Linked DNA regions of Zea mays: all the other regions are linked to region 1. Evidence: chromatin contacts called from public Hi-C data. All regions are on one chromosome and are shown on one strand. The core of a region is the stretch at or near the end of the contact, and the rest is flanking DNA. Distances in the headings are between cores, read along the strand shown.

What was found. A called contact is a pair of places that touch in the nucleus more often than the background predicts.
Region 2: a contact with region 1 is called in a Hi-C map of leaf, with 7 times the contacts expected there. The contact joins the promoter of LOC103642225 here to the promoter of LOC100193827 in region 1. A contact is called at or near these places in 4 of 25 Hi-C or Micro-C datasets (bundle sheath, ear, leaf and 1 more).
Region 3: a contact with region 1 is called in a Hi-C map of tassel, with 2.2 times the contacts expected there. The contact joins the promoter of LOC100282768 here to the promoter of LOC100193827 in region 1. A contact is called at or near these places in 4 of 25 Hi-C or Micro-C datasets (ear, endosperm, leaf and 1 more).

Annotation. Positions count from the first base shown.
Region 1 is chr10:151,502,156-151,505,084 of Zm-B73-REFERENCE-NAM-5.0, forward strand. LOC100193827 reads left to right here and starts at 1,398. Exons shown (of 2, transcript NM_001138909.1): 1 at 1,398-1,759; 2 at 1,828-2,907. The coding sequence starts at 1,640. The coding sequence ends at 2,799.
Region 2 is chr10:151,771,003-151,773,933 of Zm-B73-REFERENCE-NAM-5.0, forward strand. It overlaps LOC103642225 (Increased DNA methylation 1), which reads right to left and starts at 1,467. Exons shown (of 11, transcript XM_035963591.1): 1 at 995-1,467; 2 at 1-879. The coding sequence starts at 831.
Region 3 is chr10:151,228,004-151,230,703 of Zm-B73-REFERENCE-NAM-5.0, forward strand. It overlaps LOC100282768 (soluble inorganic pyrophosphatase), which reads right to left and starts at 1,258. Exons shown (of 9, transcript NM_001412195.1): 1 at 1,101-1,258; 2 at 392-529; 3 at 271-299; 4 at 1-59. The coding sequence starts at 521.

The sequences.
Region 1 (2,929 bases), core at 148-2,647:
ACCTGCCAGTTTGACAAGCGGCGCACCTTATCCGCAATAAATGCAGAGGACGCGCGGCCCAGAGGCCTTACGTCAGGCTCCGCCCGCTGGCTTACGTCACGGACAGTGGGCCACATGGCAGTATCGGGTCTCCGCCTAAGCGGGGAGCAGAAGCGTGTGTGGTATGGTCTGGACACGTGTCAGCTCCGGACCCCCGCCTGGTCTTGATTAAGGTCTGGGTACTCTTTGTCCCAGAATCCCGGGACCCTGTTGTTAGTGGCCCGGACCCCACACAGAGGGGTTCGAGACCCATCCTAGGGGTCCGGTTCGTGCCCGTGGAGGTTCTGGACCTTACCCGGAGGTCTGGTCCGTACGTACAGGGGTCCAACATTTTCCCATGGGGGTCCGGACCCACTGTTGATATCCTGGAGTATATCGTCTTCTCTGGCCACGTGGCGACCCGGGAGTCGTCCACGTGGTAGGGTCGGGTGCTGTTTACCACGCGACTAGAGATAGCCGCATGGGCACCGTGCCTTCACACTGTAGTAAGGGGTACCCCTGTTTCAGGGTACCGACACATTGCATTGTGGGTGTTGTTATTAATTTGATATCTTACTTAATTGGGTTGGTATCTACTTATACTTAGTAACTGCTAATAAAATTTTGACCAACTTTAAAAGCAATACTCAGCTTTAACCATCTCATTTGGTAAGCCTTACACTTCACATGAGCTCCCACCTTTGGTGATTTCATGCACATTATTCCTCACAACTTGTTGAGTGATGAACGTATGTGAGCTCACTCTTGTTGTACTCACATCCCCTCCGGCCAAGAATAGGTACCACAGGATGAGGCGCGTGGAGGATGTCGTGATGAGTTCGTGAGTGGTCTAGACTGTCGTCTCCCAGTCAACTAGGGTTGCTGGATCGTTGTGTGCATATGATGTAATTATTTAGCATGGACTATTATATAGTAAAGATGTGGCATTCGTTTCTGTACCATGAGTCATCATATGTGTGAGACTTGGTCTCAGCACACTTGGTGACGGCGTCCGGGTTTTGGTGCCCCTAAAACCCGGGTGTGACAATACCGAGAGTATGCCTACACATGACCCTACGGAAGACCTACCGCGATAACCCGAGGGAGTCAATCTCTCTCTCTGTCACTGTCTCTCTCTAGTAGAAAATAGATCCCCTCTGTAAGTTTCAACCCTTTGAGATATAAAAGGGTAAGACGATCACTTTCTTCTGACACAAGCACACCAGTTATAACACGCTCTACTGCTATACTACGATCAACACTACACTATGCATTTCATCGTTGGGTATCAATAGGTGATGTATCGCGGTGGTGGATCGGAGCGCAGCCAAACCAGACATTTTAAAAGAAATTTCAAAAAGAAAAGAAAAAAAAAAGGAGATAAGAAATGGTGAGCAGGCAAGCATGGAGTGGAGTGCTTTTAAATTTGGGTGTCGCTGTCGTTGAAAGCGATGGGTGGCTAGTTTTACAGACAGACAGCAGCACCTGCTCCTCCGTCTGGACTGACTGACTAGTGACTCAGCTCCACCCACATCCCCCTTCGTCGTCTTCTCCCTCCCTGCTAGCTGACCTCCAATCCACGATAAGGCAAGATAAGCTAGCTAGGAAGGCAAGGGATCCGATGGACAAGTACGAGCCCGTTCGCGAGATCGGGGCGGGCAACTTCGGGGTGGCCAAGCTGATGAGGAACAAGGACACGAGGGAGCTGGTGGCCATGAAGTTCATAGAGCGAGGAAACAGGGTGAGTAGTCAGTCTAGCCGTCGCGTCTTCTTTGCTAGCTAGTATCTAATTGATGGATTAATTGATAGATCGACGAGAACGTGTTCCGCGAGATCGTGAACCACCGCTCCCTCCGCCACCCCAACATCATCCGGTTCAAGGAGGTGGTGCTGACTCCCACGCACCTTGCGATCGTGATGGAGTACGCTGCGGGCGGGGAGCTGTTCGAGCGCATCTGCGACGCCGGGCGGTTCCACGAGGACGAGGCGCGCTACTTCTTCCAGCAGCTGGTTTGCGGCGTCAGCTTCTGCCACGCCATGAACATCTGCCACCGGGACCTCAAGCTGGAGAACACGCTGCTGGACGGCAGCCCGGCGCCGCGCCTCAAGATCTGCGACTTCGGCTACTCCAAGTCCTCGGTGCTGCACTCGCGACCGAAGTCAACGGTGGGCACGCCGGCGTACATCGCGCCCGAGGTGCTGTCGCGGCGAGAGTACGACGGGAAGCACGCCGACGTCTGGTCGTGCGGAGTCACGCTCTACGTCATGCTGGTGGGGGCGTACCCGTTCGAGGATCCAAAGGACCCAAAGAACTTCAGGAAGACAATACAGCGCATCATGTCGGTTCAGTACAAGATCCCCGAGTACGTGCACGTCTCCCACAACTGCCGCCACCTCCTCTCCCGCATCTTCGTCCAGAACCCGTACAAGAGGATCACCATGAGCGAGATCAAGACCCACCCCTGGTACCTCAAGAACCTGCCGAGGGAGCTCAAGGAGGAGGCGCAGGCAGCCTACTACTACAGCCGCCAGGGAGACAGCAGCAGCAGCAGCAGCAATAATGCGACAGCAGCACCCGCCTACTCGTCGCAGAGCGTGGAGGAGATCTTGAGGATCGTGCAGGAGGCGCAGACGGTGCCCAAGCCACCGTCCAGGCCCGACGAAGCAGAGCAACAGGAAGAAGAAGACGACCATGACGATGACGACGACTACGACAGAACGGTGCGGCAGGTGCACGCCAGCGGAGAGTTCGACATGATTATGAGCAGACTCCAAATCTGACTCTTAGTATCTTGCCTGCCATTGGTAGTTTTGTGTTGTAATGCGTGCCTGTAACATGAATTTCAGTCAAACTATACACTATCATAATGGTGATGGTATTGATGAAAATATTCAGTGGTAGGATTCTCTC
Region 2 (2,931 bases), core at 217-2,716, 270 kb after region 1:
TCTGTCAGGGAAATCCTTTGTACTTGCACATAGGGGATAAGTGGTGTCATCCATCTGGCCTTGATCGTAAGAGAAGCATGCATTGGTAGGGAATTGCTGCTGCTCCTGGAACCACTGATGCAAAAAGGGATCTGGAAGGAGAGTGGCACTCTGGAATTCAGAAATCTCCGCTAGCGCTTCTATGAAGGAAGGCATGGGGTCATCAACCGCGCTAGTGCTGCTGCTGCAGCCCAGCCCGGGAGCATTGCACATCCCAGCTCCAATATCTTGCGCGTGCACATCCAAATCTGCGCCGACGAATGGGTGTTGGTCATCGGATAGGCCGAGCAGATGGATCGCGTGCTTATCCCCAGGCTGCCAGGAACCCATGAATCTGTGCATGAACGCAGCATCATCCAGCTCGGTCCCGTTTTGCTGCGCACGAGTGTGCGCGTGCTCCTGAACCTGGGGGTGAAGGTCGTGGCGAGGTCCATAGTTTGGCTGGCTACGATCCATTGTGAGCTGTGGATCAGCAGTGGCAGCGGCAGCAGGCTGCTGCTGCTGCGCATGGGAGACAAATGGAGAGGGCGAGGTCTCCGTGGCCTTGAGGTGGGCAGCGGCGGCGCTGGTGTGGACGAATCCAAGGTCCATCTCGGTGGGCAGATGGGTGGTGGCGGCGACGTTATGGGCGGCCCCGCAGAAGACCTCCTTGAAAACCTGAAGCTCCATGAGGGATCTGTCGAAGGCGCCGTGGTCCTCCATTCCCATGATGTCTTCGCCGAAGATGAAGCGCATGGCGTCGTCCTCCTTGAAGCCCAGCATGTCCTCCGCGTGGCCTCTCCCGGCGGCCATGGTAGTGGTAGTGGTAGCTAGCAGCTAGGGTAGGGACTAGGAGGGAGCCTGCAGAGTAAAAGCGGAGAGCGGAGTGAGAAGCTAAAGCTTGGTCGGTGACGCCTGACGCGGGGAAGAAGGATGTGAGATCCAGCCATTCCAAGGCAAGTGGTAGTAGATGTACCTGAGCGAGATGGGCGGTCGGGTCGGGGAGGCAGCGGGAGCGGAAGCGGATTGTGTGGCCGGATCCAGAGGGCGGCGGCAGCTGAATCTCGAGTAGCCTGCGCTGGATCGAGACGAGAGAATAGTGGTTGGGGATGAGCGGGCGGAGCAAATCGGGGGCGAGATCCGAGGCGAGCGAAGAGGGGTGGGCGCTCCGCTCCGGCGAGGAAAATCGAGGGTCCGGGACGGCGGCTTGGTAGCTGAGTGCCGGCGGCGACGGGGCGGGCGTCTGGACTCTGTATGGGAGTGGAGCAAAGGCAAGCAAGCTGCTGCAGTGGAGGGTGGAGCTGGACAAGACGAGAAGAGGTCAAGCAAGCCAGCCGATAGCTAAAAGCCGCAAAGGAGACCTGCATCCTGCATCTCTTGCTCGTTTGAACATTTTGCCTCCAAAACCAAACACCAAAAAACCAAGTCTAGCACTTTTCCTTTTTTATCAAATCAAACAAGGAGAAGACTACCCCTTCTATAGCTTCAGCTTGCATTTTTTGTCTGCTATGTTTACTAAGTACATTTTTATTTTTATATTTGAAAATATTCAAAAATTTAAATCGATACCCCAAACCTAAAAATATTACAGAAATAGGTGTATGTCGCTGCTCTAGTGGGTGGCAGTGATCTAATTGTATCCACCCTTACTATTCTAATTTAGTAATTTTAAAAAACGGACATATATCCTTTAGGCCATGTGCACTCATACTATTCTAATTTAGTGCTTAAAAGTAAAAAAAATCCACACCAACAAAATTCTCTACCCTATACTATAATTTACCGCAGTCATGTTTACTCATACCAACCTTATATCAGCTATTATATATTATATCATTTTTTTCATCTACCACCGCACCTTCTTCAATTGTTCCCGCGCTTGAGGACAAGTTAGAGTACCTGCCGTATCACGTTGTATGTAAGACTATCTTCAACAACTTACACATCATCATACTCGTATTTAAACTTTACTCTGTGAACTATGTAGTATACAGTGTAGAACAATGCAAAAACGGTGTTTTGGGTTGTCGGGGACCATAATTAGGGGTACCCCCAAGACTCATAATCTCAGCTGGTAAACCCCATCAGCACAAAGCTGCAAAGGCCTGATGGGCGCGATTCAGGTCAAGGCTTCGTCCACTCAAGGGACACGATTTCGCCTCACCCGAGCCCAGCCTCGGGCAAAGGCAGCCGACCCAGGAGGATTCACGTCTCCTCCGAGGATCCCCTCAAGCAACGGACGCACCTTCGATTCGCCCGAGGCCCAGCTCGGGCAGGCTTCGCGGAGAAGCAAACTTGGCCAGATCGCCACGCCAACCGACCGTATCGCAGGAGCATTCAATGCGAGAATCGCCTGACACCTTATACTGACGCGCGCTCCTCAGACGACAAGGCCGAAGTGACCGCAGTCACTTCGCCCCTCCACTGGCTGACCTGACAGGAAAACAGCGGCGCCTGCGCTGCTCCGACTGTTGTGCCACCCGTCAGGGTGAGGCTGACAGCCGTCAAGACCGGCCTCAGGCACCATAGGAAGCTCTGCCTCGCCTGACCCCTAAGCTCGGACTCAGCCTCGACTCCGGAAGCCGGTCTCTGCCTCGCCCGACCCTAGGGCTCGGACTCCACCTCGACCTCGGAAGACGGACTCCGCCTCGCCCGACCCCAGGGCTCGGACTCAACCTCGACTCCGGAAGGCGGTCTCCGCCTCGCCCGACCCCAGGGCTCGGACTCAACCTCGACCTCGGACGACGGTCTCCGCCTCGCCCGACCCCCGGGGCTCGGACTCAACCTCGACCCCGGACGACGGTCTCCGCCTCGCCCGACCTCGGGCTCGGACCGACCACGTCACAAGGGGGGGCATCATTACCCTACCCCTAGCTAGCTCAGGCTACGGGGAACAAGACCGGCGTCCCATTT
Region 3 (2,700 bases), core at 8-2,507, 270 kb before region 1:
AGTCCAGTTTTCTTGTCAAGCTCGTATTTGACTTTGCTTCCCTTTGTGATCTCAACAACCTGAATAAAAAATTATATAACGCGGTCATTGTTTGGAGCTAACTAGATTTGTTAAATATCGTAATTAAAAAAAAACCATGCACTTATTTTTCCTCAACAAGCAAACCACTGTCAACAGACTCATGTACCAGTATGTTGTAGGTGCATCAAATGTTTCAGCAGAGCAAACATATAACATGCCAAGCTGTTAGAAAGCAATGATGGTACTTACAACATTGAATACAGCAGGAGCACCAGGACCTGCATAACCAAAATGATTTAGATGGAGTATGCTTATTTGACAGAGCCACATAGGAGTTAGGAGAGCAAGAAAGGATAGTTGAGTCACGCACCGATCTCGAGATCATGCCATGGATGAGCAGCTACGGACCTCCTGGACAGAGAGGAGAGGATCCTTTCATTGAGCTTAGGGGCCCTCTTAGGCTGCTCAGCAGAAGCAGCAGCCTTATCCTCTTCACTCATCCTCAGTCCTGTGCATGGAAAAGAAGCAAAAATCAAGACCTACATTATTAGTATTAGTATTTTTGTTCACTGAGAAACATGAAGCAGTGATTTTCCTAGGCCCGATGTAAAAAGTTGTAACACACGAATGGAGGACACCCTACAGATCTCGAACTGGTCCTAGAATCCCAGCAGCAGCCACCAAATGGCAGGCCAGATCCATGAGGCAACTAGAATATGCAGGGAGGCAGAAGATTTTTGCCACCATCTCAGACGACCAATCCCAGCCGTACACCTGCGATCCCACGGCCTCGTTCCTTCCCTCCGTCCTCCCGTGCGGCGGTCGCTCTCTTCAGAAGTCACGACAGAAACACGAGTCCAGCCAGTCGCTACCCGGTCCGGCCCCGCCCCACCATCCAGCACCCGTCGCCAGCGGCGGAGAGCTGCCACCGGCTCCGGCTCCGCCCCTGCCACGGCAACCGCTCCGGTCAAGTTGCCTCGCCCCGTCTGGGCCCCCCGGCCGTCTCCCACCCCGCCAGTCCGTCCTTGCCTCCCTCCCGCCCCTTGATCTAAGAAAAAAACGGGAGCCATGGATCTCACCGTCGCCTGGAAGTTTGTTGGGGTTGGATCCTCACCTGCGCTGCGGTCGGGGACGGCGATCGGCAGCGGAGGCAGAGTGGAAAGTGGAAATGAGGAGCAACCGGGTGGCTCTGCTCGATTCTCTCCTTTCCACCGGCCTCTGTTGGCTGGCCTTTTTCACTTAAAACCCCCGTCCTTATTCTCTTTTTTAACTTATCACCCCGTCTGCTCGTTCTCTTTTCTCTTTCCAGTCCCTAGTTTAGTTTGCAGCCTAATGCAGGGGGGCCATTTTGAACGGTGTTGCGGATAAACGGGGAATATTCCAATGATATACGTATGGGTGTTAGTACTAATAGTATTTTTAGTCTTTTATAACTGTTTTTTCTTCTTCTGATTTTTGTATTTTATTTCCAAATTTTATAAATTTTGAACGGAATCTGAGAAATCAGGTCCCTATGTGGCCTAGAAACGAAAATAGTTTGTTCGCTTTCCTTTAATCCTATCGATTTTTGTTTGAGTTGGTCCGTCCAGCTCCAGCCATGACCATGACCTAGTGGTTGCTACTTGCACAGCCTTCACGGCTCCGTTTGACAAAGCCAGCCAACTGGCACGTGCTGTATTCATGTGTCCTTTCGTTCCTGTACTGGTCTAGGAGCAGCTATAAGCCAATCAATGGTCAAATGTCACGTGACTTTGACCTGCTCTCCTCCTGCCTCTGCCTGCCTGACAGCCAACGTGTCGGAGGGGCCAGCGCACCAACGGACGCAACTGCTTCATGTGATGTGCGCTCGCGGAGGTGTCCAAATACGACACTTCTGGTTATCTCCCAAAACAGCGTATAAAACATTATTTTACGCGTCATCAAACAATACAAAACCGATAAAAACTTTCATTTTATCGATTACTTTATCAAACCGTCGCCCAGCGATATCGGTTAACTACCAGATTTTCTTCGAAATTCAATCTAAATTTAATTTTTTTAAAAAAATAGAAAACTACATGTTCTAAGAAATAATCTGGAATACAGGATAACTAAATTTAATTCAATTTAGCCTATTAAAAATAGAAAAAAAATATATTAACCAACATAACAAAATATCTAAAATAAACATACCTCTTCTCCTCTCCTCACTTTCACCACCCCATCTCTCAGTCGCTCTCCTCGTCCTCTCTCTAAGTCATCGCCTCCTCTACAAAACCGTCGCGGCCGCCTCCTTTGCTGCCGTCGGGATAGTGGCTACCGCTGCTGAGTCGCGTGCACCAACCGGCGGCAACCCCCGAGCCGTCGATTTCTCCCCCGAAACCGGCGGTTAACCGCAATAGAGCAATGTAAAACCGTGTTTTAGTTCCGGTAAATCAGATTTAGTACACATATTTAGTTATATACTACGTATATATTGCTTAGATTTAGTTTCGTGGTGTTTAGGGTTTCAAATTTAGTCTCAGTGACAGTAATATGTTTTAGATTTAGGGTTTCAGATTTATATATGCTATATGTTAGTATTATTACATATTTGATGGATTATGATTTATGGATTAGTTATTGTTAAATGTGAATGTTCAATAGTTTACGGTATAGTTATTGTTAAATGTGTATGCCAATCAGTTATATGCTGATGGT